Regions from separate parts of the Mus musculus genome. Here all the other regions are linked to region 4. The links are chromatin contacts, called in public promoter capture Hi-C maps. All regions are on one chromosome and are shown on one strand. The core of a region is the stretch at or near the end of the contact, and the rest is flanking DNA. Distances in the headings are between cores, read along the strand shown. Region 1 holds the start of Dad1 (defender against cell death 1). Region 2 holds the start of Rabggta (Rab geranylgeranyl transferase, a subunit). Region 3 holds the start of Nynrin (NYN domain and retroviral integrase containing). Region 4 holds the start of Jph4 (junctophilin 4). Region 5 holds the start of Tinf2 (Terf1 (TRF1)-interacting nuclear factor 2).

The links. Promoter capture Hi-C pulls out the DNA fragments that hold promoters and counts their contacts. Capture Hi-C pulls out chosen DNA fragments and counts their contacts.
Region 1: a promoter capture Hi-C map of adipose tissue shows a contact between it and region 4. The contact joins the promoter of Dad1 here to the promoter of Jph4 in region 4. A contact is called at or near these places in 1 of 39 promoter capture datasets (neutrophils) and 1 of 9 other capture datasets (adipose tissue).
Region 2: a contact with region 4 is called in a promoter capture Hi-C map of embryonic stem cells. The contact joins the promoter of Rabggta here to the promoter of Jph4 in region 4. A contact is called at or near these places in 8 of 39 promoter capture datasets (cranial neural crest, embryonic stem cells, liver and 2 more), 1 of 115 datasets of contacts at active chromatin or transcription factors (pro-B cells) and 3 of 9 other capture datasets (adipose tissue, embryonic stem cells and pancreatic islet).
Region 3: a contact with region 4 is called in a promoter capture Hi-C map of cranial neural crest. The contact joins the promoter of Nynrin here to the promoter of Jph4 in region 4. A contact is called at or near these places in 6 of 39 promoter capture datasets (cranial neural crest, frontonasal cranial neural crest, liver and 2 more) and 1 of 115 datasets of contacts at active chromatin or transcription factors (embryonic stem cells).
Region 5: a contact with region 4 is called in a promoter capture Hi-C map of stem cell-derived epiblast-like cells, with 2.5 times the contacts expected there. The contact joins the promoter of Tinf2 here to the promoter of Jph4 in region 4. A contact is called at or near these places in 17 of 39 promoter capture datasets (the 3T3-L1 cell line, 3T3-L1-derived adipocytes, the C10 cell line and 11 more), 3 of 484 Hi-C or Micro-C datasets (cortical neurons, embryonic stem cells and uterus), 3 of 115 datasets of contacts at active chromatin or transcription factors (the SCID.adh cell line, neural tube and pro-B cells) and 1 of 9 other capture datasets (adipose tissue).

Annotation. Positions count from the first base shown.
Region 1 is chr14:54,250,783-54,256,319 of GRCm38.p6, forward strand. Dad1 (defender against cell death 1) reads right to left here and starts at 3,147. Exons shown (of 3, transcript NM_001113358.1): 1 at 2,850-3,147. The coding sequence starts at 3,060. It also overlaps a transcript of Abhd4 not described here.
Region 2 is chr14:55,718,402-55,723,942 of GRCm38.p6, forward strand. Rabggta (Rab geranylgeranyl transferase, a subunit) reads right to left here and starts at 3,862. Exons shown (of 17, transcript NM_001360387.1): 1 at 3,800-3,862; 2 at 3,443-3,499; 3 at 3,194-3,304; 4 at 2,735-2,859; 5 at 2,375-2,562; 6 at 1,903-2,106; 7 at 1,395-1,478; 8 at 1,223-1,305; 9 at 1,029-1,130; 10 at 839-944; 11 at 690-741; 12 at 463-551; 13 at 262-350; 14 at 45-161. The coding sequence starts at 3,445.
Region 3 is chr14:55,851,129-55,856,705 of GRCm38.p6, forward strand. Nynrin (NYN domain and retroviral integrase containing) reads left to right here and starts at 2,987. Exons shown (of 8, transcript NM_001040072.1): 1 at 2,987-3,298. The coding sequence starts at 3,101.
Region 4 is chr14:55,115,238-55,120,185 of GRCm38.p6, forward strand. It overlaps Jph4 (junctophilin 4), which reads right to left and starts at 1,698. Exons shown (of 6, transcript NM_177049.5): 1 at 754-1,698; 2 at 1-208. The coding sequence starts at 37.
Region 5 is chr14:55,678,263-55,683,132 of GRCm38.p6, forward strand. Tinf2 (Terf1 (TRF1)-interacting nuclear factor 2) reads right to left here and starts at 3,555. Exons shown (of 9, transcript NM_145705.3): 1 at 3,128-3,555; 2 at 2,963-3,049; 3 at 2,738-2,827; 4 at 2,533-2,640; 5 at 2,349-2,445; 6 at 1,753-2,194; 7 at 1,604-1,668; 8 at 1,252-1,343; 9 at 818-1,147. The coding sequence starts at 3,319. The coding sequence ends at 1,076. Gmpr2 (guanosine monophosphate reductase 2) reads left to right here. Exons shown (of 10, transcript NM_177992.2): 10 at 1-489. The coding sequence ends at 151.

The sequences.
Region 1 (5,537 bases), core at 1,897-4,396, 860 kb before region 4:
GGAGGTGAGAGAAGAATGCAGGAGTTGGTTCTCTCCTCCCGACCCAGGCCCCAGGGATCAAACTCAGGTGATGCTCAGGCTTGGTGACAAGGACCCTCACCCACTGAGCCATCTATCTGCCTGTGCTGTCACTGTTAATTCTCAGATGATCTCCTACAGAAACAGGCCAAAGCTCCAGCATTAGTGCCACTTGGTCTTTCAAAATCCTCCCCCAGAATTTCCTATAACCTCCCTCACCAAAGCTGCCCCTTCCAGTCTCTTCCCAAAGACCACAGAAAAGTCAAAAACACCAGGCCTGAGGTCTCCTGTCTCAACAATGTGAGCGAAGGCCAAACAAGTTACCAGGCAATGATCTGGCCTAGTAAAAGAAGTTGGGCTTAGTAAAATGAATACTGTCAAAAGAAACATGGCAGCCAGGCTGCTGATACAACTTTAACCCCAGCACTCAGAACATGGAGGTACACTGATCTCTGTGTTCAAGGTCAACCCAATCTACAGTTCCAGCAAGGCAGGGATACACATTAAAACCCTGTCTCAAAAAAAAAAAAAAAAGAAATTAAAAGGAAAAAAAAAAAAAAAAAAGAAAGGATGGATAGGTGGGTGGATGATGAATGGATCTGAGAATTTAGCTCAGTGACAAAATACCCTGAGTTCACTGAAGGGAAGAGAATGCAAATGATAACTTTCTTCAGCAACAATGAATTATCAGAAACTTTTTCTTTTCCTTAAACCCAATTTTATTTCTCTCACCCTATTCCCTGTTACCTAAAAGATTTGTAAATATCACTACTAACACCAATCTTACTACTAATAATGACTTCAGTACTAATAATGTCCTAATAATGTCCTCACTAATAATGTCCTCACTAATAATGCCCTCACTCCTAATAATGACCTCACTACTAACAGTGTTCCTTTGCTAAGCAGTCTAGTCAATAACAAGCCATATATATACCTCCCACTGAAACCTGATCATTTCAGCCTCAACAGGCACAAAAACAGGACTTAGGAGCTGGAGAGGTGTTTCAGTTGGTAAAGTGCCTGCCTCAAAGCATAAGGACCTGGTTTGCTGGCACATCTTTAACTGTGGAGTTGCAGAGAGTTGGAGAGAGGCAGACAAGACACCATACAACAGGAAGACACTCCCTCCCCAGAGTTCTCTATCCACCAGCCAGTTCAGTCTAGCCAATGAATACTTCTGCTCTTTAACCTCCATATACACACACATGCACACTGACACATAATGACACTTTACAATACATTATATGCACACAAAGATGCTCACAAAAATACTTTTAAAAGAACATTAAAAAAAAAAAAAAGCAAAAGCTGGGGCTGGGGCTGGAGAGATGGCTCAGTGGTTAAGAGCACTGACTGCTCTTCCAGAGGTCCTGAGTTCAATTCCCAGCAACCACATGGTGGCTCACAACCATCTGTAATAAGATCTTCTGCACTCCTCTGCTATGTCTGAAGACAGCTACAATGTACTCACATAAGTAAATAAATCTTTAAAAGAAAAAAAAAAAAGCAAAAGTCATCTACCAAAAAAAAAAAAAAAAGAAAGACAGATGGGATGAAAGAGAGAGTGTGAGCGCACTAACCTAACTTTCCAGCAAATCACTTTTTTTCTATGTAGTTCTGGTAAGTCAGGACTTAACTCAGAGGCTTGTGAAGATGGGTGGCTTCAACAGGAGAGACCTTACTTAAATCAGCTGTTAGCCCCACTCTGTTCCTACACTTCCATAACCAGAGGCTAAATAAGTAAGAGGTTCTCAGCCTCTTACTGTTCTCTGTCGGGAACAGTACTGGGCACAGTAGAGAGGTTTGTCAGACCTGGCTAATGGTGCTAACATATCCTGATGGTTAGGGTGTAGCCTCCAGAAACTGGACCAAAAACCAAAGACACTATGATGACCACTGAATAAGCTGACTTTGCAGCTCTAGCTCTGACTGGGGCACAAGTCGGCTGGGGCCTATTTAAGTTCTGAAAAGTAAAATTGTTCCCAGTGGGCCTGACCTAGCAATGTGAATGTGTACATGTGACGTGAGGTTTATGTTAAGACACTAAATCAAGTCTCCAGACAAGTCCAATGCTATATTTTGTCTCTGCCCAAACCAGCTGTAATTCACTGAGGAAAACAATTGCTAATAAACCCCCAAAACACTGCTGACTGACCATGATACATTTGGTAGTAACATTCCTAAGCCAAACCTGTTCCCAGTATTCTCTCAGTTCCATGGGGCAAGAAAAGTCAGACTTCAGATGAAATCCATGGCGGCAATCCTCATTAAACCTGGAAGTCTGTAAGGTTATTAAATGTGTAGAAGAAAGAAGAGCTAATACACAATTGTGTGAATAAAAATTGAGTTGAGGGTAAAGAGAAAAAGCACATAAATTATGCACAGAAATAAGTAGGGGCAACTAAAAAGCCAGCATCAATTGGGTTGCCTCCTCACAAGCAGTCACTAATATTTATATTCCTATACTATCACCAAAGTCTTCTCCTAGATGAAGTAGGGATTAGGCCAAAGTGATAGAAATGTCTCAGCTTGGCATTTTAATTTAAAGCTCTACCAACTTTAAATTTGTGTTAAAGTTTCATCAAGGTAGGATATTTTTCCTTAGAGAAGTATTAATTGCGACGAACACCAGAAGACTATTTCTTTACATATTCAGTTTCAACTCCTGTTAGGCATTAGAAACGTGACATTTCTGAGCCTGCTTCCTGGATCCCAAGAAGTAAGCGTGACTTCACAGACGACGGCCTTCTACAAACTACCAAAGGGTACCGTGAGGACGAAGCTGCGCGCCAAAGTGGGACATTATGACCAGGATACAGAATCATTACCCGCTAGGATGAAGCTGCCCACACAAGAGATGAAGCCAGAGAGGAAAGAGTTGAAGGGGAAGGTGCCCACGAGGAGACAGTAGCCGAACTGCAGCGCCCCGGTCAGCAGTATATAAAGGAGATAGGCGTCCAGCAACTTCAGCCGCTGCGGAGTGGAGCTCAAGTACTCCTCCAGGAACCGGGAGATGACGGACACCACAGACGCCGACATGACGAACACGGGGACTTCGGATACCGGACGACCACAGACGATGTGGCTCGCGCGTGCGCGTTAGCGGGCCCTAGCCACGCCCACACCGGCGGGCCAATTGGCTCCGGCGTAAAGGCCAGCCTTGGTGCGTCACAATTAATGCGCAGACACAGGCTGCATACCCAGACTGAGAACTACAAACGGAAATAAATTAATGCTCCTGCGCAGGGCCTATCTCCCCCTCTGGAGACGTGTACTATAGCCTTATTTCCGCCCTGCGTTTGTTGACGCCCTCTGTTGCTCTGGCGACGAGATTTGTGACCGGAACAAGGGGAGAGGTTTAACAGCGGACAGAGACGCTTCCCAGAGAGTTCCGGCTCTCTTTGATCCCCCTCAGTGGTCTAGCTTGGGAATCTGCTTAGAGACCAAGCTGGCGGTCCAGGGACTTAACCTGCCTGGCCCTAATTCTCTTAAAAGCTCTATCTTCAGATGCCTATGACCGATCATTAGAGCAGGTCAAGTTCCTCCGCAGTGAGAACTATGCTTATACGGGCCAAGCGCCGGTTTACACTGGCGGGAGAGGGTTGACCTCTACAGGATCCTGAACTGGAAGGCTGAATCTGGGCCCCACGAAGAACCTAAGCCAGCAGGTATTCATTCATTCAACAAACGCTCGTTGAGTACCAAGGAGGTCCAATAGCTGTAGTTATATTGTAGGAATTTTTAGGTTAATCAGTCACTGTCTAAAAAGAGAGATAGTCACTTGTGCGTAGAGTGAAGGGTCAGGATCAGCAGCAAACTGACATTGTACAACAGGTATTGTTATAATATTCCTTGAATGGCTCCAAAGAGCATATTTGTTTCAACCTGATCCTCTGAATCATTTTATAGAAAAAGAATTGAAAGTTTGAGGTTTTAACAAGTACAATTAACTGCTTTTTAGCGTTTTAGCTGAAGAAAACTTAAGTTCTGCCTTCTGGTTTGCACTGCCATTACAAGTTCACAATAACCCGACCTTCTAAACCTAGTATCTCATCTTTCAGTTAAAAAGTCTACCCGCATAGAATCCGGTACTTCATTTCAGCGTTTAAGACACTTCCAACTGCCCTGCCTAACTAGTTGAGCAGCATTTCTAAACCCGCAACTGAACTACTGTCGCTTGTTATCTGTATTTAGCCCGGAAACACTTAGCGCCACAATCCAATAAGACGTAAATAGCCCTGCCCAGGTTCCAGTGAATCACTCGTGTCTTTGGAAAGCCTTAGTCTGTTAAAAGAGGTAAATCCATATTCACAAGAGAGAAGTTTGCACTCCTAGAAATGTAGCCTCTGTGCTCTTGTGTTACTGTAGAGTGGGTGGGATGTGGAAGGATAACCAGACGGGTTCCTACTCCACATAATATGAAATGCATCTGCAATTGAACCCTTCTCCCTGTCTCAGCACAAGTAGAACAGATTCCTCTGGTCGTCAACTTAAGGCCAAATGGGCTAACTGGCTGTTTCTAATTATCCAGTAATGAATTCTTCCAGAAGTTCCTGTGCCATCATCCCAGCACCTTCCAGAAGTGTCTTAGCCTTTGATCTTTGTCATTAACATCTTCATAGGAGTTCCCTAGGAAGACAGAATCAATGCAAGACATCACTTATTGAGACAAGCATACTCATTCTAAGACAAAGCCATTCTGAACTCCAGATTTTCTCAGCTACCTGAATTAACAATACGGAAAAGTTTTGTTTTGTGTTCAGTATATGAACATAACTAAACTCTCAATAGGGATTCATACGGTCATTGGTTTTGAGTAGTGTGAGTCAGAACATTACTATGTGTAAAAAGCTCATGTGCAGAGGGATAGTAGATAAAAGTTCAAGTTCCAGAGTCAGACAAAGAGGGTGTTAAACTTTGATTCTACATACTACTAATTACTTAACTTGAGACTGATCACTTAACATTTAATTCTTGCTTTCCTTCTTTGTGTTCTTTTTGACAAGGTTTCTTTATGTAGCCTCGCCTGGAAATTACTATGTATCCCAGAATGGATTCAAATTTGCAATCCTCCTGCCTCTGCTTACTGAGTGCTGAAATTTCAGGTATATGCCACTATGGTCTCATTTTCCATCTCCATGACATGGAAATAACAATACCTGAATCACAGCACTGTTTTCGTTGGGGTTAAATGAAATAATGTCAAACATTAAGCAGCAAAGTCCAGAGCCCATGATAAATGCCCAGAAGATGTTTGCACTTGCTAACAATTATTCATTCTGACATGAACGACCTCTGTTTCTCCAAATAATTAAAACTCGGCCATACTGCAAAGCTCCAATACTTTGGGCATGCAAAAGATGATGCTAGCACTGTAAATCTGATGACTGGCAAAGACACATTGGGTTTTAAGTCAAATCAGAAGTCAGAGAAGACCTTAGAGGCTTCATTACTAAGGTGCTCCACAATATAAGATATGGGAGAGTAGAGGGGGCATACTCTGTGATTCTTCCATT
Region 2 (5,541 bases), core at 2,612-5,111, 610 kb after region 4:
GTGGGAAAGACAGCAGGAGGAAGGGGCCCATGCTGAGCCCATACCTTGTGAGCCAGGTGCAGCACACGCACGTCAGCATACTCCATCTTGAGAACACTGTTTTCCACCAAGAACTTGCTGCGCAGGTCGTCCAAGTAGGCTGCTCTCATCGGGTCCACAGCCTGGTGGGGAAGCAGGCAGTTATGGGGTGGGGGGGATGTCACTGCCTCCTAATGGCCCACTGGGCCTCCCCTGGCCTGTCTTCCCCAAGGCCCAACTTGCTTTGAGGGTACTGAAGTACTCCAGTGTTTCTTTCTCGTAGAGGAGGGGGTCCAGTGCCCTCATCAGGAGGATGATGGTCAGCAGGCACCCTAGGGAGAAGGGGGAGAAAGGTGTACAGTCTCTTGAGACCCTCTGCTCGGGGAAGTTCCCTGGAAAGGCTTTCTCTCCGTGTGGTTTTTGGGAGCTGGCTTAGGCTCTCACATTTATTCTCAGGCTCCAGTTCCTGCAGCTCCTTACAGGACTCAAGCTCGGACTGTAGCACTGTGGACTTCTCCACGGACAGCTCACACCTGAGAGCGGGAAGGTTAGGGAAGGCATGTTGCCTACAGCCCAGAGTTCTAAGCCATCCTCCTTCCCCGGGGCCTATGTCTCCTGCCCCCAACTGCCTAGTGTCTAGACCCTCTGTTTGTCCATGGGTTTCTTGTCACCTGAACAACTGTTCATCAGTGGCTGAGTCTCGGCACCAGCACTCCTGGTGACCTAGGGGAAAGGTTAAGTAGTTGGATGGGACACTGTGGGGAGAGGAGAGAGAAGGCTGGGGGGCTGGCGAGGCAAGGGGAGCTTTAGACAGCATCACCTTTTAAAAGCACACACTCCTTCTGGGTATCGCTTCCTGTCCAGATGACACGAAACGTGTGCTGGGGCAAGTGGTCATTGAGAGAGGCAGCAGGCAGGTCACAGAGCTAGAGCACTGGTCAAGGAAACATGCTACCTCACTGCTTTTCTGACTGTCCCACCCTAATCCTGCCCCACCAATCCCGGGATACCCAGACATGGCTGGGCCGGTTCCTGCCATCTGGAGTCCTCCATTCCACACTCAAAGGTGCCTCGTCAACCGTGAGTAGCAAGGTCCCCATCTTGGAGCCCACCTGCCACGGGGAACAAAGAAAGTCTCCTTAGCCCTCATGGCCTCAGACACAGGGTCTCACCACGATGCGCTTAAAAAAACAGCTCGACTCACTATCAGGGGACGAGAAAAGCAGACTGACAGACAGGCCTCTTCCCGGCTCACATGCAGGCAGCACAGAACATCGTGGGGCTCCGCTAGGGAGAGAAACAGCCTCGGTTTACCTTAAATGTCATCTTTGTTTCTTTCTAAGTCTCAAACATCCTGCCCTTCCCCCACTGCTTACCCCGCCCCAGGAGCCAGCGGTGATAGAACCAGGCACTCTGATCATTGGGGTCAGTAAAGAAGGCATTCTGCACCAACTCCAGCTCTGTGGGGGCCAGGAAGGTTGCGTCAGCATGGTAGGATCCCAACTCTCTCCAGCCCAAGCGTCACACAGGAACTGCGTGTGTCAGTGAGGAGGAGGAGCTAAATAAGGTGGTGCAGAGCGGGGCTAGGCAGCCATCAGGACTGGGTGCTCCTGCAAAATCCTTGCCAGGATCCTCTAGGCCACTGGTCCTTAACCTTCCTAATGCTGCAATCCTTTAACACAGTTCCTCATGTTGTGGTGACCCCCCCAACCATAAAATGATTTTCTTTGCTCCTTGCTGACTGTAATTTTGTTACTGCGATGAATCATGATGTAAATACCTGATATTCCTGATGGTCTTAGGCGATCCCAATGAAAAGGGTTGGTCAACTCCCAAAGGGGTCGCAAGCCACAGGTTGAGAACTGCTGGTCTAGGCCCACTCACCTCTCAGCAGTACATTTTCAGGGAGCCGTCCCTGGGGGCCAGAGTCTGGCTGGGGGTGCAGCTGGGGCAAGAGGCAGGAGCGATAATGCCAGGAAGAATAGTTGGAGAAGTTCCGGGTGATGAGGCTGTCAGTGAAGGCTAGTTCCTCTGCAGGCGCGACAGCAGCCTGTGCAGCTACAAATCGCCGATAGTCCCAGCAATGAACTAGAGAGGTTGAGGGAGGGAGCCTATCTCAGACGCAGGACAAAGAGGAGCTACTGTACTGACGGCCCCCAGAATTCCTCAGAGAGCCCTAGCAATTCCTCCATGCAAACTACATAGACTGCTCCTATACATACATCTGGTTCCGCCATCCCTTTCAGCACTACCAGGATGCTGGTGCTAGATCCTGTGTATCCCTCCCCGCTCTGAGGACCCAGTACCAGGATGCGGGGCCCATGAGGTTTGTAGGGACAGGACTGTGGACACGTACAGTTCCGCTCATCGGCCTCGAGGAAGCGAGCGCACAGCTCCAGCTCCCGGGCCCAGTTGGGCTCAGGCAGGCGACTCAGCAGCCAGCAGCGGTGGTGCCAAGTGCCATAGGACTTAGGGTTCACACGCAGACAGCTCTCAAGGAAGCCTAGTTCTGCCTTCACAAGAGCAGCCAACTCCTCAGGGGACCTGGACCCCAAGAGAAAGGGGGGTTAGAGCCTTCCAACATCCAACCCCAACTTGTCCCTCCCTTCTTGTATCTGGTCCCCCTACTATCCTATCTCTATGCCCGGCTACCCCAATCCTCCTCCAGTTCTGCACCCAGGCGAGGGCCAGGGCAGAGACCTGAACTACTACATACTTCTGGGTTTCTAGCTGCTGGAGCACTTCTCTGCGACAGTTCCAGAGGGTGGCAAAATCAGGGTTGGCTCCCAGAATCTGGCTTGTCAGTTCTAGGACGGATTCATCCAGCTCGCCTGCCTCCCGCTGTGAAGACAGGTTATAGGGTCAGGGACCACAGCCTTTCCCCAGCTCTAGGTTAAACATTATAAACTCTGAACCAGTCAATAGTGGCACTATGCAACAGGTACTGTGCAAAACCTTACATGGCCTAACAGGTATTTTCTCACTTAATCTTTGCAATACTCGTACACAGGTTGTGCAATCATCAGCTCCATTTTACAGATGAAGGCAGTTCCAGTGACTCGAACAAGGCAATACAGCAACAACAGACAGAATCAAAATTTGGATCCCTACAGTTTGACTCTAGGGTCAAGCTTTTGGTCTTTGTATTATTGGGGACTACCTCCGAGGGCCCCACCTTCTGGAAGACAGCTTGAGTGGCTGACTGGTAGAGCTTTAGCTTCTGTTCCCGCTCTAGCCTTTTGGCCTCTGCCTGCTCTTCGGACGTCTTCACCTTCAGGCGCCCATGCTACCAGGGATATGAGGATAGGATAATATGAACGCCGGTTGCCTCGCAAGGGCAGTCTTGCAGAAGCCCGGCCGAGATAGCCACGTGGGATGAGGGCATGGGCATGCAGGGGAAAGGGGCTGAGCTCAGGGTTCTCACCATGGTTTCGGCTCAGCGTTGGCGATAGGGGAGGGGTCCGGAGGCAGCCCGTTCAATCTGCCGAAAGAGATGTCAATCACAGAACCCCGCCCACACGGCCCCGCCCCCCAGGTGTTTCCCGGAAGCTGCCAGCAGGCCCAGGATAAGGATCCCCGTGAGTTAAAAGGGGGCCGGCGGCTGGCACTGTGAGGTCAGGAGGAAGCGCTCACCACAACCACGGCCTCCGTCCCCACGGATCTTTCCGAAGCCCCACCCGTCAGGGCCGAGGCACACGCCGCGCATATAGAGAGCAGTGCCCGCCCGCCCGTCCGTCCGTCCCGTGGACCCTTGCACCCCCTCCTCCACCGGCGAACTCACCTGCTCAGGGAGGAGGTGCCAGGACGTGCAACTCCGGCCGCCACCGAGTCCCAGTGTGGCTAGAGCGGCTCCGTGCTGTGTGAGGTGCGGAGACGAGGCGCTGCGCCCCCTGCAGGCCTGGCTCTTCCCATTCGCAACTCAAACTGCAGCCTTGAAGGGACTGGTATCGGCTCAGGACACCCCAAGACCAAGTTTTCAGGACAAAGGAGCTTTATTTGCCCTAGAGGGACGAAGTATAGGAATAAGAGACAAGACAGGAGATGGAGAAGGGGAAAGAGAAGAGGGGAGGGGGGGGACGGGGGGGGCAGGTATTTCTCTCGAAGAGGGGACAAAGGACTGTCTTTGAATAGAGAGGAGACAGGCATGGCCCATAGGAGAGTGGCAGTTTATAAAGGTAAAAGGGGAAATCCTGTGTTAGGATGAGGTGAATAAGGGAACGGATCTCGGTAGCTAGCTTTAGGAACTCAATCTAACGTTTTTAGCAAGACAGAGGGAGTGGAGAGAAGGGCAAGGCCTGACAGAGCCATGTTTGCCAAACTCAGGCTGGCTAGAGTCCCTTTCCAGGCTAAGTGAAGAAGTTTCTCCAGCAACCTGCTATCAGCGAGTTCTGGCTGCCAAAAGTTCTCGGTTTCCTTCCTGTTCTCTTGATTTCATCTACATTCATGGTTACTATATGGCACCCAAACCTCTCTCCAGTCCAGACGTCCACAAGCATAATGATAGTGACAATTATATAGCAGTATATGTATTTGTTGACATGGTCAAAAGCTAGAGGCAGTGGTGCTGTTTGTAATGTTCAGCTTCTCAGGGGGTCGACACAGGAGGGTCTAGAGTTTAAGATAATAGTGAGGTTTCTAATTTTTTTAAAAATTGAGTATCACTGGGCAGTGGTGGCACACTGCCTTTGATCCCAGCACTCAGGAGGTAGAAGCAGGCAGTTCTCTGAGTTAGAGGCCAGCCTGGCTTACAGAGCGAATTCTAGAACAGCCAGGGCTACACAGAGAAACCCTGTCTAAAAAACCAGAAAGAAGAAAAATGTAGTTTCGCTTATATGTCCTAGAGATATTTCAAACTCTAAAAGCTAAAAAAGAGTCCCCCCCCCCGTCTCCCCCCTCTGAGTGCCAGCTTTATCATCATTGTTGCACTAAGTGGCAGTGTTCTCAAAGCTTTTTAGTCTCTTTAATAACCATTCAGTGCAGTTGCCACTAAGGCTGTTGCAATGTTCTTCATCCTGTGTTCTCTCTACTTTCATTCACCGTGAGCCATGGAGACAGATTTAAAGTATCCACTACCTGCCCAGCCCTTTTCTAGGTCCTCTTTTAGGTAACGTATTCTAGAAGAAAAGAGATGCTTCTTCTGGCCTTGTGTACTTCAGTCCCAGTGGGGGAAACAGCTGAGTCACTGGTTATCTTTGCTCCTGGCACTGTGATGGGAGCTCTGTATTTTTAATGCATGTGAGCGCGCGCGCACACACACACACACACACACACACACACACACACACACACACACACACACAGAGGACCACATGTGGAAGCCAAAGCAGAGTGATTAAAAATACGTCTCAGCCTAACTTTGTGGCTCACACCTGCAATCCTAGCACTTGGGAGGCTGAGGCAGGAAGGCCCTGAGTCTGAAGCCAGCCTGGGATATGCACTGAGATGTTAAGTGAAAAAGTTAAAAGGCTGGATTGGATGTCTTAGAGAACACCTGTAACCTCAAGGCATGGGACAAGAGAAAGA
Region 3 (5,577 bases), core at 1,737-4,236, 740 kb after region 4:
ATGATAAGAACCTATCATCCATCAAGCTCCCTGGGCAGGGCCCTTAATCCGCATGATCTTTTGACTTGGAGGCCTCTCATTCCTCCTGCAAGTGACTCCTGGTGGGGCTTCTGCTTAGACACTTATCCGATGTTTACTTCTTCTGTAGCCAGGACCCTTCTACTCAAGGTAGATTTGTGCCAGATTAAAAAAGAACCTACAAAGTAGTAAAAGTCTGGTTACAGTTGTAAGCCACCATGTGGGTGCTAGGAACTGAACCTGGATCCTCTGCCAAGAGCCTGTGCCAGGTTTAAAGCAAGCACCTTTCAACCTAATGTTGTAAGTAAAGAACTAATGAATGTAGGCCAGGCAAGGTGGCAGATACCTTTAATCCCAGTATTCACTTGAGAGACAGAGGCAGAGAATCTCTGAATTTGAGGTCAGCCTAGTTTACAGAGCGAGTTCCAGGACAGCCAGGGTTACACAGAGAAACCCTGTCTCAAAACCTCCACTCCCGTTCTCCCCCTCAAAGTCGACGAATGTAGTTGAGCTGGAACTGGGAGGATACACGGATCAAAGTTTGTTAAGAGAAGATGGGTATGTTGGTGCATGCAAGTAATCACAGTCTCCGGGAGACAGAGACAAGAGGATTGCTTCTACTTCAAGGCCAGTTCGAATGATGTAGTGAATTCTAGGGCAGTCTGAGTCATATAGGACCCATTCCAACAAGCAAATAGATACCCAAGTCAAAGCTGTACCCAAGAGCCTGGCTTCTAGCAGATAAATACCTGTTGAAATTGTTGAATAAACTTGACTCAGTGAATACATTAGCAGAGGGGACACCTGAGCTCTGACCAAGGGATTTACTGACTTGTTTGAGGGTTCGTAGGCTCATTCCTGACAAAGGGTGATAGCCAGCTTTTTGGCCAAATCCACTTTCTCCACGTGGTTGGGTTAGCAGGTGGTAAGGGCTGAGTCCAGGAGGAGAGAATTTCTAGGGTAGAGAATCTCTAGGACACATTGGCTTGAGCTGAGATGGGGAGGAAGACAAGATCTGGGAAAGGAGACTGACTACCAGTTAGCAAGTGTCGCAGTACACTGTACACAGCTACGCTGGTATGTAATTCATTGCCTGAATTATGTAAGTTTACCTGTGAGAGCTGATGTCCATCCTGGGCCTTGGACTATTACCCCCATGTCTGTGAGCTAAAGCAACCAAGCACAAAAGTTTAAATAAGTTGCTTTAAAAGGATCTGTTTATGAAGTGTCTTATGCATGGCTTCTTTCTGCCCTCTGCATGGCCTCTTTGAACATAGGATTAAACCTGGGGCTTCTCCCTGACATCTTTAGCCCTGGCAGAAAGAATTTAGCATCACTAACAGAAGGGGTGGGGAGAGGCTGTGTGGCTCCCTTGCTCCTGGAAGGGAAACTGAGGCACACCCTTCCATCCTCTTCTGAGTCAGGGCCTCTGGGCTCAGCCTTCTGCAAACCCGGAGTTTCTGATGTGCCCTGCCAAGCCTGCCTTTTGATAGTACAATTAAAGGCAGGGAAAGTGGAGAGAAGTGGGGTCACTCAGACAGCCTCTGACTTCAAAGCCTTCTGGAGGGGCAGGGTTGAAGAACTCGTTACCCAGAACCCCACAGACCCACCTTTTATTTCTCTGAATTCCATTCCAGGGATGAGACCTTGTAAAGGTGGGGCTTGACCATCCAGTCTAGTCTGGCAGTAACCTGAATCTTTTCCCCCTGGGCCCCTTCTGCACAGCGTGCACCTCCCCACTGGCCTGCATACATACACACATCGGTGGCTCTGTAACACCGATGTCCTAGGAAAGGACTCAGTTTAAAAAAAAAAATAGCTGTCCTTTGTTCCCGTGGGTCAGGTCATACTTGTGTCTGTCAGACTGTGACTCTTGGTTTGTTTGGAAAGTAAGGTTCTCTCGAGGCCCCAGCTGCAGACTGTGCCTTCCCAGTGCCAGGCTACTTCAGGCTACAAGACCACATAAAGTGTTCTTTGTACTGAGCATGTCTCCAAGGCAGCTCGGGTTTTGAGAGTGTCCCCAGCCCAGGGCTAGTCTTGGACCACTGATGCCAACCATATGGCTGTGGATAAGGATGATTGGAGACCCTACCTCCCACTGGCTCCTCACACTCTAACTCACACTTGCTAAAAAAAGGGGTTCTCCTAAACAACCCGAGCCTGAAAACTCTGGCAGCTAACCCCCTGCCCCTCCAGCCCTGGGGGGCTTCCGCAGGGCCTGGGCCTAGAGCCAGTTCCAGGCGGTCCCCAGACTAGAGTGGGGGTGGGGGTCAGAGCTGTAACCCTTTACGTCCTGCTTGGTCTCCAGCCCATAGTTTCTACAGGCCCTAGCCTCTGTGGTCTCTCCACCCCATTTTCCCTTAACCCTTTCCTGCCACAAAGAGATGGGTGTAGTAAAGGGTTTTCAAGGGAAGTCCAGACGACCAAGGATCATGTGTGTGTGTGTGTGTGATGTGTTTGTGTGTGTGCGTGTGGTGTGTATGTGGTGTGTGTGCGCGTGTGGTGTGTATGTGGTGTGTGTGTGTGTAGAACACTGCTTGGAATCTAAAACCAGGGTCTCAGAGATCAACTCTTCAATCCTTCCTTTTCCTTCCTTCGAGGAAGGAACTTTGACCCCTGAACACAAAACTTGGGTGGAAGGCAGTTGCTTCCAAGACCCTGTTTGGCCCTCTCCCTCCCGCCCAGCCTCCTCTCCTTCCCTCCCTCAGTCTCCAGCGCCCCTTTAAGCCATCCAGCAGCTCAGGCGAGTTTATCCAGGGGGCCTGGCTTCGAGGTCGAAGGGGAGGAGGGGGTGGTGGTTGAGGGGGAGGAAGGGCGGCGGGAATCCGCTCGGTCCCACCCCTAGCTACAACCCTTAGCAGGAAGGGTTTGTCTCCCGTGCTGCGGCGGAAAGGGACGGAGCTGGGAGGGCGGGCGCGGAGCGCTGGCGGGTGGGTCGCAGAACCCACAGCAGGGAGGCGGTGGCGGGGGGCGCGCCTCAAGGAGGGGAGGCGTGGCTTAGGCTGCAGGGCTAGGTGGCTGGGGGCCTCGGTGCTGGGACCCGTGACACTTCTCACGCTTTCCAGGGGCCGGAGGGACAGCCATGCTTTTGTCGGGGGGTAAACCCCCAGCGCAGGAATGGTTCATGGTGCAGACAAAATCGAAGCCCCGGGTACACCGGCAGCGGCTGCAAGTCCAGCGCATCTTCAGGGTCAAGGTGACCGCTTTCCAGAGCCGTCCTGACACCCCTTACTTTTGGCTGCAGCTGGAGGGGCCCCGGGAAAATACGGGCAAAGCCAAGGTAAACAGCTTCGTTTTGTTCTTTCCTTTCCCTCCTAGTCAGATCCTCTCCCTCTCTCCTGAACAGTCAAGAGTCCCCAGAGGTGTTGAGCTTGTCCTGCTGTTTGGCTTGCAGGGTCTGGGCCTCCCTCCCTCCAGATCTGCGGGGCCCCTGCTCTGTCCCTCTGCTTCCTTCTTTCCCTTCTGCCCCACCCCTCTCTTACATGTCACTTCTGTCCTTTAAGTGTGCTGAGAGAACCTCTGCTGAGAGTCTCTTTCTACCAGCCTTCTCTGGTCAGAAACAGGCCCAGATTTTCCATCTTGGGATCAGTTTAAGGGCCTGCATTTTTGTGGCCTCTGCAACATATGTCTTTGTTCTCACCAAGACACTGGAAGGCCTCCGTTCTTTCTGTCTGCTTAAATCCTGGGCGGTTTCTCTGAGTACTGGGACCAGAGGAGGGCCCTAGAGACACTTGTAGAGTGGCGTTGGCAGTTTATAGACGAAGCAGTAGGACTCAGAGAGAGAGAGAGAGAGAGAGAGAGAGAGAGAGGGTGAGGGTCTGCCTCAGTCATCAGAGTCAGGAAGGAGTAGGTTGGTGGAGGTTGTAGAACCTAGGACCCTGCCGGCAGAGTAGGATGCATCTGTTCTGGAAGGCAGTGCCTTGGGATGCCAGGGAATCATGGACGTTGAGATGAAAGGGCCTGCTGTATGGAGCTGGATATTGGAGAGGCCAGGTTGCAGCTTGTCCCTTTTACGCTCATCTTGGCTTCTCTGCCTGGGCTCCTCCCTCTGGTTCAGTCACACCCAAGGGCCCCCTACTCCCTCAGATTCCCTTATCTTCTCCAGTAGGAATGCTCTGGACTCCCTTCTCTCGGATACAAGCTAGTCTTTAACCCTTTGGCTGAAGCTCTACCCACATCTCAGTTGGTCAGGGCCTAGGTAGGGGAGGCCCGGAACACAGCCAGCAGAAGGAAGGGGAGGCTGGGAAATTTCTCCCTAAACACGCCCATTAAGCTGCTGCATCAGCACTTTTCCAGTTCTGACAGAGGTGCTGGGGGAGGGGAGAGGTGTCTGCCCAGAGAACAGATGTGCAGGGCCCCTTAGTTTCAGAGGCTGGTGTAGGATAAGCTAAGAAGAGGCTTTTGGGTTCTTTATGTTCTTAATTTTTTTCCGTTACTGTTAAAGTACCACAGCTCAGCCTTCATGGAGAACTAATCAGCTGACCAGGGCCTCCCTAAAGATGGAGACTGAACCCAGGGCCTGTGCATACCACAGAGGCCCTCTGCCACTGAGCCACTTACTCCCCCTGGGCCCCTGAAGAGCACTGCTTGAGATGCTCCACTTTGTGTTTCTTGTTTAAACTTCAAGTCAGCTTCAAGCTTGTCAGCATCACAGCCTCTTTGGGCTATAGTTTTTTACCCCTGAGTTTCTCACTCCAAGCCCTGCTAAGTGGATCCAGGGGCTCTGTCAGTTTCCTCTTGTGTCCCTCTTTGCCCCAGAGAGAGGCATTGTTGAAGGTGGGAACAGCTTGCAGGGATTCTGGGTAACTTCCTTTCTTGGTGGGGACAGAAGGAAGAAAAGGAGGGGGAGGGGGTGAGGGCAAGGGACAGTGGAATGTGGGGAGGATAAGGTCTGGATTTGACACGTTTCCATATCATAGCCCAAATAGAGAAGCATAGTTTGAAGAGGCCCTGGTCTAATAATTCAGCCATCTTGAAACTTTTTTTCCTCATTTGTGAAACAATGTAATAACACTCTTCTCATGTAAGAATTGTGAGGGCCAACTGAAAGAATGCCTGCTCAAATACTTTGGCAAAACATAAAGAACAACACGGGGCAGAAGTTAGGTGCTGCTGTTAGTAACTAGCTTTATAAGGGACCAAGTCTTTCTCCCTAGCTTGATGTCTTGTAAGCTGAAGGGCTTTGATGACCTGCTATGTGAGCCTTTCCTATTATGAGGATGCCTTGTCAGGAGGATGCAGTGTGGCCGACTCCAATCGTAGCTCTAGGGACCTGGAGTTTTGCCTTCTGGTTGTTGCCTTCCATACATCTCTTGGGAGAGATGGAGGAAGAACCGTGAGGTTGTTTGTTCTGGTCTCTGTGGAAGAAGGGTCAGGAAAGATGCAGGCTCACCTAAAGTAGAATCCAGTATGTTTTTATATTATTTGTGCTTGCTTTTTGAAAACAAAAAAAAATCAAAAAACAAAACTCTGTTAAACTTGTGTTTTAAAGTTCTTATGCAGTGGCAGGATTTCGGAAATATCAGAAATGGTGCTGTGTATCACATCCCAGGTAGGAAA
Region 4 (4,948 bases), core at 448-2,947:
CCCCGTCGTCAAAGTCGAACTTGCCCCCGGGGGACATGCATGTAGTTGGCGCGGCCTCAGCCCCCCGGCAGCTCAGCGCATCATGGGGCTGGAGAGCCGGCTGGGGGCCTGGGGGCCGGGCGAGGCTTGGGGGCGGGGGCAGTTAGACCGGGGCTGGGCGGAGGGGCCCCAGCGCGGGCAGGCAGGGCCGGACCCTCATCCTGAGTGGCTGCGGAGAAAGAGGGGTGCAAGTGGAGAGCGAGGCAAGTGGAAAGCGAGGTCCCCTTCTTTGCCAGCCGCTCCCCTGCCGGTAGCTTTAGGGCATCAGCACCGCCCTCCAGCCCTCCTCCCATCCCCCCTAGGCAGCATCTTTTAGCAGCTCCCAAGCGGTGAGGGCAAGGGGGCTTTCCCATCCCTCCCAACTTGTAGAGGGCGCCTCCCGGGACTTGGGGTCCCAGCGCTGATCCCGAGTCCTACTTTTCCAACCCAGAACCCCAGAGTGTGGAGCGTGGATGGCAGTTGGAGGTGGGGGACCTGGGAGGGGCCAGGGCAGGGTCTTCCGACACCTGCTTTCCTGGCGATTTGGACCCCTCTGCCTGGATTCTTTGGCTCCGCTAGCAAACCCGGGTGCGGGGGAGGCAAGGGGGTAAAAATGTAGCTAGCTAGAAAGCCGGCCCCAGGTGGGCCGATGGTAGAATGGGGATGTTGGGGGTGGGGTGGGGGATGAGGGTAGGGATGGGCAGACTGGCGAAAGGGAGGGGACAGGTTACTCACCATGTGTGCTGGGGCTCAGGCTGCCTCCCAGGCGCAGTTTCCATGGCAGGGTCCCTCCACTCACACCTCACCAGGACAAGCCAAGCCCCCTTCCCTTCCGGAGAGACTGCTACAACCCAGAGAAGGAAGGTGGGGGAGCTATGGGAGAGTCCCTTTTCCTCGGCTGAAGGTGCAGGCTAGTGTGGGGGGTGAGGTAGTGGCAGGGTGGAGGGGATGAGAATAAGTGTAGGGGGAAAAAAATCTGTCTTGAACGGAGACAGCGAAGAGGAGCTGGGGGCTGGATGGGAAAGGGGAGGGGGCTATCAAGAAGGGGTGTTTTTATTTTTTTCTTCTTATGGTTGGGAGAGGAAAAAAAAAATCAAAATTCCAATTCCATCCCAGCACAAATCAATGTTTGCTCCAAACCCAGCATCAAGGGGGAGGCTGGGCCAGGCAGATTTAAAGGGGCAGAGAGAAGCGGAGAGGAGAGGGTGGGGAGAGAGTCAGTGGCAGTGGGGGTGGTGCGAGGATGCTCAGGCAGAAAAAAAGGGGGTTCGCTACCCCTGAGGTGAGGGAGAAGGCAGGCGGAGAGGAGAATGGAAGGCTCAGAGACCCCCACGGTGGAAAGAAACCGTGGCATGCAGGCAGGGAGTGGAGTGAGGTGGAGGGAGGGGAGGGGAGAGGAGCTAGGGGGAGGAGTCTTAAGATGGGGAGGCAGGGGGAGGCCAGAGCCAGGCGGGGGAGGAGAGATGCTGGGGAGACCGGGAGTGCGAGAGGAATACAAAGAATGAGGTGCAGGGGTGAGAGCTATGGCAGGGGGAGATATAGCCGGCATGGGAGATGGCGAGGGAGACCCATTCCAGGACTCTTGAGAGATAGCTAGGGAGAGAAGTCAAGGGTGGAGGGAAGGAGGGGAGCAGAATCACATAGGGAGAAGAAGAGAGCGAAATAAGGCTCGCGACGAGCGGGAGAAAGCTCTGCAGAGAAAGGGCAGGCATGAGAATAGAAATCCCGGCAGGAAGAGCCCACATGGAGACAGGAGGTCCGGAAGTGGTGTTTATGAGGACCCTGGGGAGAGGGATGAACCTGCCAGCTGCTTGGCCGGAAGCCAGGAGGCATTTGAACGTGGATACCTCTGCCCATTCAGCTCAAACTCCTCCACCAGACAGCGCCCACCCTGTCACAGTTTTAGAGGTAGCTTGAGATGGGGCCCTGTCTGGAGGCCCCACTAAGCTAATGCACACAATATTCCGCGGACACCAACAGTTTGTCTAGGATGGGCCCTCTGAAGGGAGTGTTGGTATGTTCATTAAGGGGGCTCAAATTTGAGGAGGCCACCAAGATCTTAGGGCTCTGGAGTCTTCTCTTTCACAACACAGCAAATTACACAAGTTTGCTTGAGCAGGCTTTTGCTGTGGCCCCTTAAGCCCATCATCGACCTCTTCGAGTCCACTCTCCAGATTGACAGCACAAGTAGACCACACAGGTATTCACGTACTGCATTCCCTCCCTTCTCAGCTTCCTCTGGCCTGCCCCTGCGTGTTTACAGGGAAGGAGGCACCAGTGTGCTCAATTGCCTTTCTTTCCCCATAGGACCTAGTCCCCGCTGCCCACCCCTCATCCCCACACCTGATTTAAAGAGATCCAGAGCCCCGAGGGGGAAGTCATTCACCAAGGGGCACACTGGCAAAGTTGGCAAAGCTAGAAGTAGAACACTAAACGCAGACTTTTATTTTTGTTGGTGTTGGGAACGGAATTCTGGTTCTTGGGATAAAGCGCGTGCTCTATCACTGGGCTCTAGCTGGCAGCTTGGTGTCTTTCGAGCCCTTCAGTTCTTCCAGATGTCTGTGCTTGGGAGCATCCCCTAAAGTCAGGGTTACATTGGGTACTTTGGTAAAATAAAGAGTATGAAGATCGAAATAAACAGGGATTTCTCTTGTACACACACACACAGGCACATGTGTGTGCATACTACACACTATGTATATATTAGTGGGGTGGTGGTGTGTGCATGTGTCAGAGAGAGAGAGAGAGAGAGAGAGAGAGAGAGAGAGAGAGAGAGATATCAGAGGAAGTCCTTGTCTTCTGTCTTGTTGAGATAGCTCTTGTCTCCTCTGTGTAATGTACTCCAGGCTAGTTGGCCTGATCCTCTTGTGGACTCCCATCTTTCCTTAGGAGTGCTAGGCTTAGATGTGGGCCACTGCATCTGGCTTCTCACCTAGGATCCATGGATTGAGCTCAGGCTGTAGGCTTGTGTGTCTGCTGAGCTATATCCCTAAATCACATTGTGTTTTTCTAGAAGTTTCTCCAGGGCAGAGACTACTCTTTTTTTTTTTTTTTTTTTTAAAACAGGGTCTCATTATGTTCCCCAGGCTCCTCCTTCATCCTCCCCGAGTGCTGGGATTACAGGCACAGCCACCTTAACATCATACTCAGCAGGGAACCACATATTTAAAGCACTTTTGAGAACAAAGCAGGGTAGCCATCAGGTACTGGGGATGTGTAGCTTAGTAGGAGAGCATGTGCCTAGGATGTGCAAGGCCCCCAGTTCAATCTCCAGTACCAAAACCAACCATCACCAACAAAAATCCCAGAGTCCATTTGGGGTCCACTTAATACAGGATAGTTGGTTCATATATTCATTCATTCATTTCTCATTAGACATCTACATCTTTACTGGTGAAGTCCTGAGAAAGTCTTGTAATATATGGGACACACAGCCCTGGCTGTGCTCCTCCCCCATTTCTCTGAGGGAGCTAGCCTTTTGGCCTGTCCCTAATGGTTGCTACAGTCATCTCTTTCAGAATAGGGACACTTGTTATTTTTATTGTTTTCTTTCTTTCTCTCTCTCTTTCTTTCTTTCTTTCTTTCTTTCTTTCTTTCTTTCTTTCCTTCTTTCTTTCTTTTTTTCTCTTTTTCTTTTTGAGACTGAACTGGTTTGTTTTGTCACAATTTACAAATGTAAAAGTGTCATGGAGAGAGGAACTGGTGTTAGCTGGAGCTAGGTTCTGTGCTTGGCACTCTGTCTGCATTAGCTCATCGGTCCCCACACCAACTGTAACTGAGCAGTCTAGGCCGGGAGCCAACACTGGCCTTCCTAAACTGACAAAGCAGAGCACATTACCTGATGTGTCTGAGCTGTAGCTGGCCTGTCTCTACAATGGGGATATTACAGCGCAGCAAGGGCTGAAGTGACTATATGAACAGTACAAACGATAATATACAGAGAAAAAACCATTTAGTATGGTGCTCTCCCAGTGCATTGTAAATGCCCAACAAATGGTGGCTTCAAAACTAACTTGGTATTATTTCAGTTTTATAATCTGGATCTAGAAGTTACTTAACATGCTAATGTGTAACAGCCCTTAGAACTCCACGTATGTCAGATTCCCAACTTAGTAAGTGTGTTTCTCATTGCTAAGATAAAGTACCCAACACAAGGAACTTAGTGGAAGAAGGGTCTCCCCTGCCTCACAGTCTGAGGGTCAAATCCATCATGGTGGGAAAGGCATGGAGGCTGATAACCACTCTCTGGGATTAGCTGGGGAGCAGAGGAAACAGAAGTTCTCAGGTTGCCTCCTCCTTTAGAGTCATGCTAAGAGGCAAGCCTGTGGCTGTGGTGCCACCCACACTCAAAGCGGGCTTTCCCTCTTCAGTCTCTGGAAAAAGCCTTATAGACCCATCCAGAGGTGTGTTTCCATGGAGATTCTAAATCCTGTCAAGTTGACAAAATTATCCATGCTCTAACAAATGCATTGGGGGAAAGTAAGACAGCTGTTGTAGACTTGTGAAAGTCAGACACAATATCAAGAAGAAAATAAGAATTCCTGTAGTCTCCTGTGTAATAAACACCTTAATTTATTTTCTTTTGCAAATCTATTTATTTTTACGTTTTGTGTATGAGTGCTGAATTGAGTCTATGCACCAGGTGCTTGTAGAGCCCAAGAAGGCCAGAAGAGGGCACTGTGTGCTTTGGAACTGGAGTCACGGCTGGGTGCTGGGAATTGAACCCAGATCTTGTGAAAGAGCAGCCAATGCCCTTAACTGCTGAGCTGTCTATACAGCCCCCTTTAATTTCATATAATATCTTCTCTATAGCTTTTATTTAACAGGTTGTTAAGTTATACTTAACCTGTACTTAAGCGTGTACTGTATTTGTTCTCTTGGCTTTATATAATAAACATTTTTGTCCTATCATTAAAATATTATTGAATCC
Region 5 (4,870 bases), core at 2,305-4,804, 560 kb after region 4:
CGATGTGGAACATACTATTCGTGACATCCTAGGAGGCATCCGGTCTACATGCACGTATGTAGGGGCTGCTAAACTGAAGGAACTAAGCCGGAGAACTACTTTTATCCGAGTCACCCAGCAAGTGAATCCAATCTTCAGCAATTCCCAGTAGACCCAAGAAGCCTACTTTCCTGAGGCAGCAGCACTGCCACTGGAGCCTCCCGACAGGGCGTGCCTCTCCCACTGCAGCCCCTGTGGTGGTGGCTGCCTAATTCAGTTCCAGCTCTCACTCTACTCACCCATGCCTCTAGCTGCACAATGTTATGGCACTACGGGAGAGGCGAGGAAGGAGACGTGAGATCAACAAATGAGACCCTGGGGACAGCCCCCGAAGATTAGGAAGATGCTAATCCACACAGAAATGGCAGCCCTTGGTCTGGAAAGGGAAGGCTGCGGGAATCATGTTAAGCAGCTTCATTAAATGACATCATCACGTGTCTAAACAGCTTAGACGTTCTTCTATACTTGAAACACTCTCATACAGATGGATGCTGGGCTTCCAGCACAGGCTGGCATCTAGATGCTCCTCCTGGGATTGACCCTGACCCAGTAGGATCCAGGGAAATGAATGTTATTCTCAGGAAGCAGCGACGCCAGCCTAAGCTAACTTGGTAGCAAGCAAGTTTACAAAGTGTATTCTGGCCTTAGGGATGACTGTTAGGATGGCATAAGGACAGTTTCCCTTCCAGGCTCTCTCAACCCTTCTATGTAAATCTAAACTCTTGCCAAAGGAGTAAATATGAGAAGGGCCTCAACCAGCTAAGAGAAGCCTGTTATGTTTCGGAGGAATGACCTACACAGACCTATGCAAGTCTTTATTCCCCTTCTTCCCATCAATAGTGAAACAAATCAATATTTAATTTTCAAGTGCTACAAAGCTTTCAGCAATGTAGCCAGGCAACTCAAGTCTGGACTTCCTCTTCTTTTCCACTAAATTGCATGCAGAGCTGCAGCAGAAGATGGACAGAGTGCAGAGAATATTCCAGAGGACCTGAGTGAGAACCGTTTAGGTAGCCAGAAAGGAATAGGCAGGACACTACGGGATGTAGTCACAAAACATGGGGATATAGGTGTCAAACTTCGTCTTCTGGTAGTTTTTCAAAAACTCCTATAGAGAAGAAAGCATAATTCCTATAACTGGGAACACTTCACATGTATCCCTGCCTTGTTCTGCCCGCCCTCTGGCTTGGCTTTCTGCTTCTTCCCACTCACCTTCCCTTCCTTCTGGTTATTTTCTTCCTCATCAGAGTCCAAAACCAAGTCCCCTATGGTAATAACAGAGCTACACGGGGTTGGGGACAGCACTGCAGGAAAGAAACCACAATTAAAACCTCTTTCTTAGCCTAGCTTGGTGGCCCACACCTTTTATCCCAGCACTCTGGAGGCTGAGGCAGGGGGATCTCTGAGTTCAAGGCCAGCCTGGTCTACATATCAATTTCCAGGACAGCCAGGGTTATGTAGAAAAAACCTGTCTCGAAAAAAATAAGCAGAAACAAAACCTAGACCCACTTTTAGGTGAGCACAGGCCTTGGAAAGTCCCAACGCCGTCTGGTCCAAAGCTTACCTGGTTTCTTGACTGTAAGAGGCGGTGATGAGTGTCTTAGAGGATCCACGCAATTCACACTGTTCCTGAGGTGAAGGCAAAGGAAAGGTTGGGTGAAGAAGGGAAGCAGGCAGGGAAAGTATTCCTAAGGAAGGAGAAGAGACCCTTACTCCTGCTCTGCAGCCGGTGAGTCAGGTGGGGTCTCCTCTAATGCCCTTTTCCCCAAAGGCCGAGATGGAGTCTTAGCCTCCTCCGTGCAGACTGGCTCTGTTCCCACAGAAGCTGCTGAGGCCGCACCGGGTTCTTCCCTGCTTTTAGGGTTAGATAAGTCTTGAGCTGGTAAGCCCATGTTCCTAAATGGGAGTAGCATGACTGTGGGCCGCTCTTTATGGCACGCCTTTGCCGATGTCCAATGTGATCGGGATTTTCGCTTTCCCAAAGGGGCCAGATTAAAGCGGTGGCCAGCTAAGTGTTCTGGGTGCTCCAGTGAAGCTGGCTGGTGAGGGCCAAGCTTAGCTTTAGGCAGAGGACTGTGGAATGCTGGCCTGGTTTGCTGATGAGGACTCTCTTCCATGGGCTCTATCAGATTCCCTGAGCCAGAAGTAGAGCTCTCTGAAAGATAAAATAAGATGCCTTATAAAATTAGAACTAGGTTAAAACTCAGGTTTGTGTTACAGGCCCATATAACTTCCATTCGGCTGACTCAGGTTTGGTAGAGCTAAACACTAACCTCCAAATTGCTAGTTATCTCCGCTGATCCTCTTACCTGGAAATGTCCACCCCATGTCCATACCATACTGGTGCAAAGCAACCGAAGAAGTGATGAACGAGCCCGGCTGACTCCAACTTAGAGCATCCTGAAGCTGTGGGCAAGGCGACAGATAGGAAGATCATAGTTCTCGGGGAAGCCACCCAGCCTTCCGCCCTTAAAGTGTTTCTTTCTCAACAACCTCTTGTGCTCTGACTGGAGGCAGTGCTTTCTCTAGCTGACACAAGTATTCAAACAACAGCTTTTCCATGGCAACTAGAAAGGATTCCCCATAGTCTTGTTCTAGTTCCTGTATGTGGGAAAGTGAAGCAGGTCAGATGAATTTTAGAAAACAAAACAAAACAAAACAGGAATCCCATAACATCCTCCAAACCAACCATTCTCACCTGCAGGCTCGAAGGCGGGTCCTCTGACAGGTGCTTCACAAGCAAGCAAAAATTTTCCCGTGCCTCCAAAAGCTTCCTGTCTTCTTTTGTCTGTTGAGGATATTGAAGACAGGAAAATTTGGGTGAGGAGGTGTCGCTAGGACCCAGGGGCAACTTGGTTGCATCAGGCCTGAGTTTGGTCTGCCCAAGATAGCACTCACAGCTTCGGGGTCCAGTGGTACTTACTGTTCTGGACTCTGCTGGGAAGTGATGCTTCAGGGCATTCAGGACCTGGTCCCAGGGTCGCGCCTGCAGGATCAGCTCCACCACCACCTGCACGGTACAGGGCTCAGAACACCTACCCTTTTCCAGCCGATCTTAGTCCCAACCAGACGTCCTTCTCTCTAGTACCTTGGCCTTTAGGCTCATACACAGGCGTTCATGGTGCCGGTAGCAAACCAAGCCGGGGGCAGCAGCGCGCAAGGACTGCAGAAACTCCACCACTTTCGGGAAGTGCTCTACGCGGCGACGGCGGACTACCAGCCAGCTGGCGGCGGCAGCAAACCGCAGAGACGCGGGACCTACCCCTGGAGGTGGGGCCATGGCCCGCGGGCGCCCTTTCCTCCTTTCGTTCAACCCAGGCTTCCCGGACGCTCCCGTAGGCGGAGCCCCGCTTCTCTCATCTGCACCGGAAGGTCGGCGGACCAGCTGGGCCCATTTCGCGGAGCCACGGGAACCCCGCAGTCTCCTCTCAGGCGGTGACTTAAGTGTATCAACCTGTCCAGATCACTAAACTTAAAATGCCGCCACTGAGGGAAACGCAGGAGTACGTCACTTCCGCCTGGGCGCGCGGCTTCCCTCCCCGGAAGAGGCCGCGGAGGGAGCTGTGACGTCACGAGGTCCCCTGCACTGTGAAAGTGACGTACGACCTAGCGTCACTCTCCATCACCCCTGCAAGCTGTAAACCTAGGTGTCTGAATCAGCGTCTGCCAAGCCCTTCCCGGGCCGCCAGCCGCTCCCAGGAAAAATTCTGCCATTCCTCTCGCGAAACAGAAGAGGGCGCTCGCTCGTTTCAAAAAACCAAACACAGGCCTGAGTGGTAACTCCGCCCTCCTGTCCTGACTCGCCGGTGCCTAAACGAATATAGTTTGAAATATCCTAGGGCTAGTCAGGGTTCTCCTGGACAGTAGGATGACAGCCGTTTTATGCTTTTCTGTGCCACATCTTTGCTGTTTCGTGTAGTTTATAATATTTAAGGGCTTCCTTTTCCAAGTTTCTTTTGAGCACTAACTTGATGGAGTCCTTTAGTGGGTTGACTCTTCTTGCTCTCCCCAAGGACAGAACCGGGCACACTGTGTACAGCTTTACTTTGTTGCTTAAATTAATTATCTGCCTTGCCCACCTTGCAGGAATTTTATGAAACCTGCCCATTATTTGAATGGTTTCCTCCATTCCCAGACTCATGGCTCACACTTTGCCTTGGTTCTCCAGATCAGTATTCAGAGCCTTTCCAGACCCAGTACCAAAGTACTACACTGGATGTTAATGTTGAAGTGGGTTTTCTTCATATTTTTTTCTGTCATTTCTGACCTTACCACTTTCATTTTTTCTTTAAAGATTTATTTATTTTATGTATGAGTACACATTACTCTCTTCAGACACACCAGAAGAGGGCATTGGATCCCCACTACAGATGGTTGTGAGCTACCATGTGGTTGCTGGAAATTGAACTCAGGACCTCTGGAAGAGCAGTCGGTGCTCTTAACCGCTGAGCCATCTCTCCAGCCCCACTTTCATTTTTTCTAAAGAATTTTCCCACAGAGTGTGCTGGTGCACACCTCTAAATCCCGGCGTGAGATGGGGTTTTTTTTTTTCCCCCTTGTTTTCAGTACTGTAAATACTTTACTCCCTTGTTGCTTGCATGGTTCTGGGTAGAAGTCCAATCTAGTTACACATTGTTTTTAAAGCTGAGAAATTAATTTCCTTTTTAAAGCTATCATGTATTAATTTAACTCTTTTGATACTTTATTTTTATTTAATGTGGACCAGTGTTTTGTCTGAATGTATGTCTGTGAACCATGTGTGTGGAGTGCCCATGGAGGGCAGGTGAAGATTTAAGTCTCCTGGGATGGAGGTTACAGAGGGGGGGGGGGC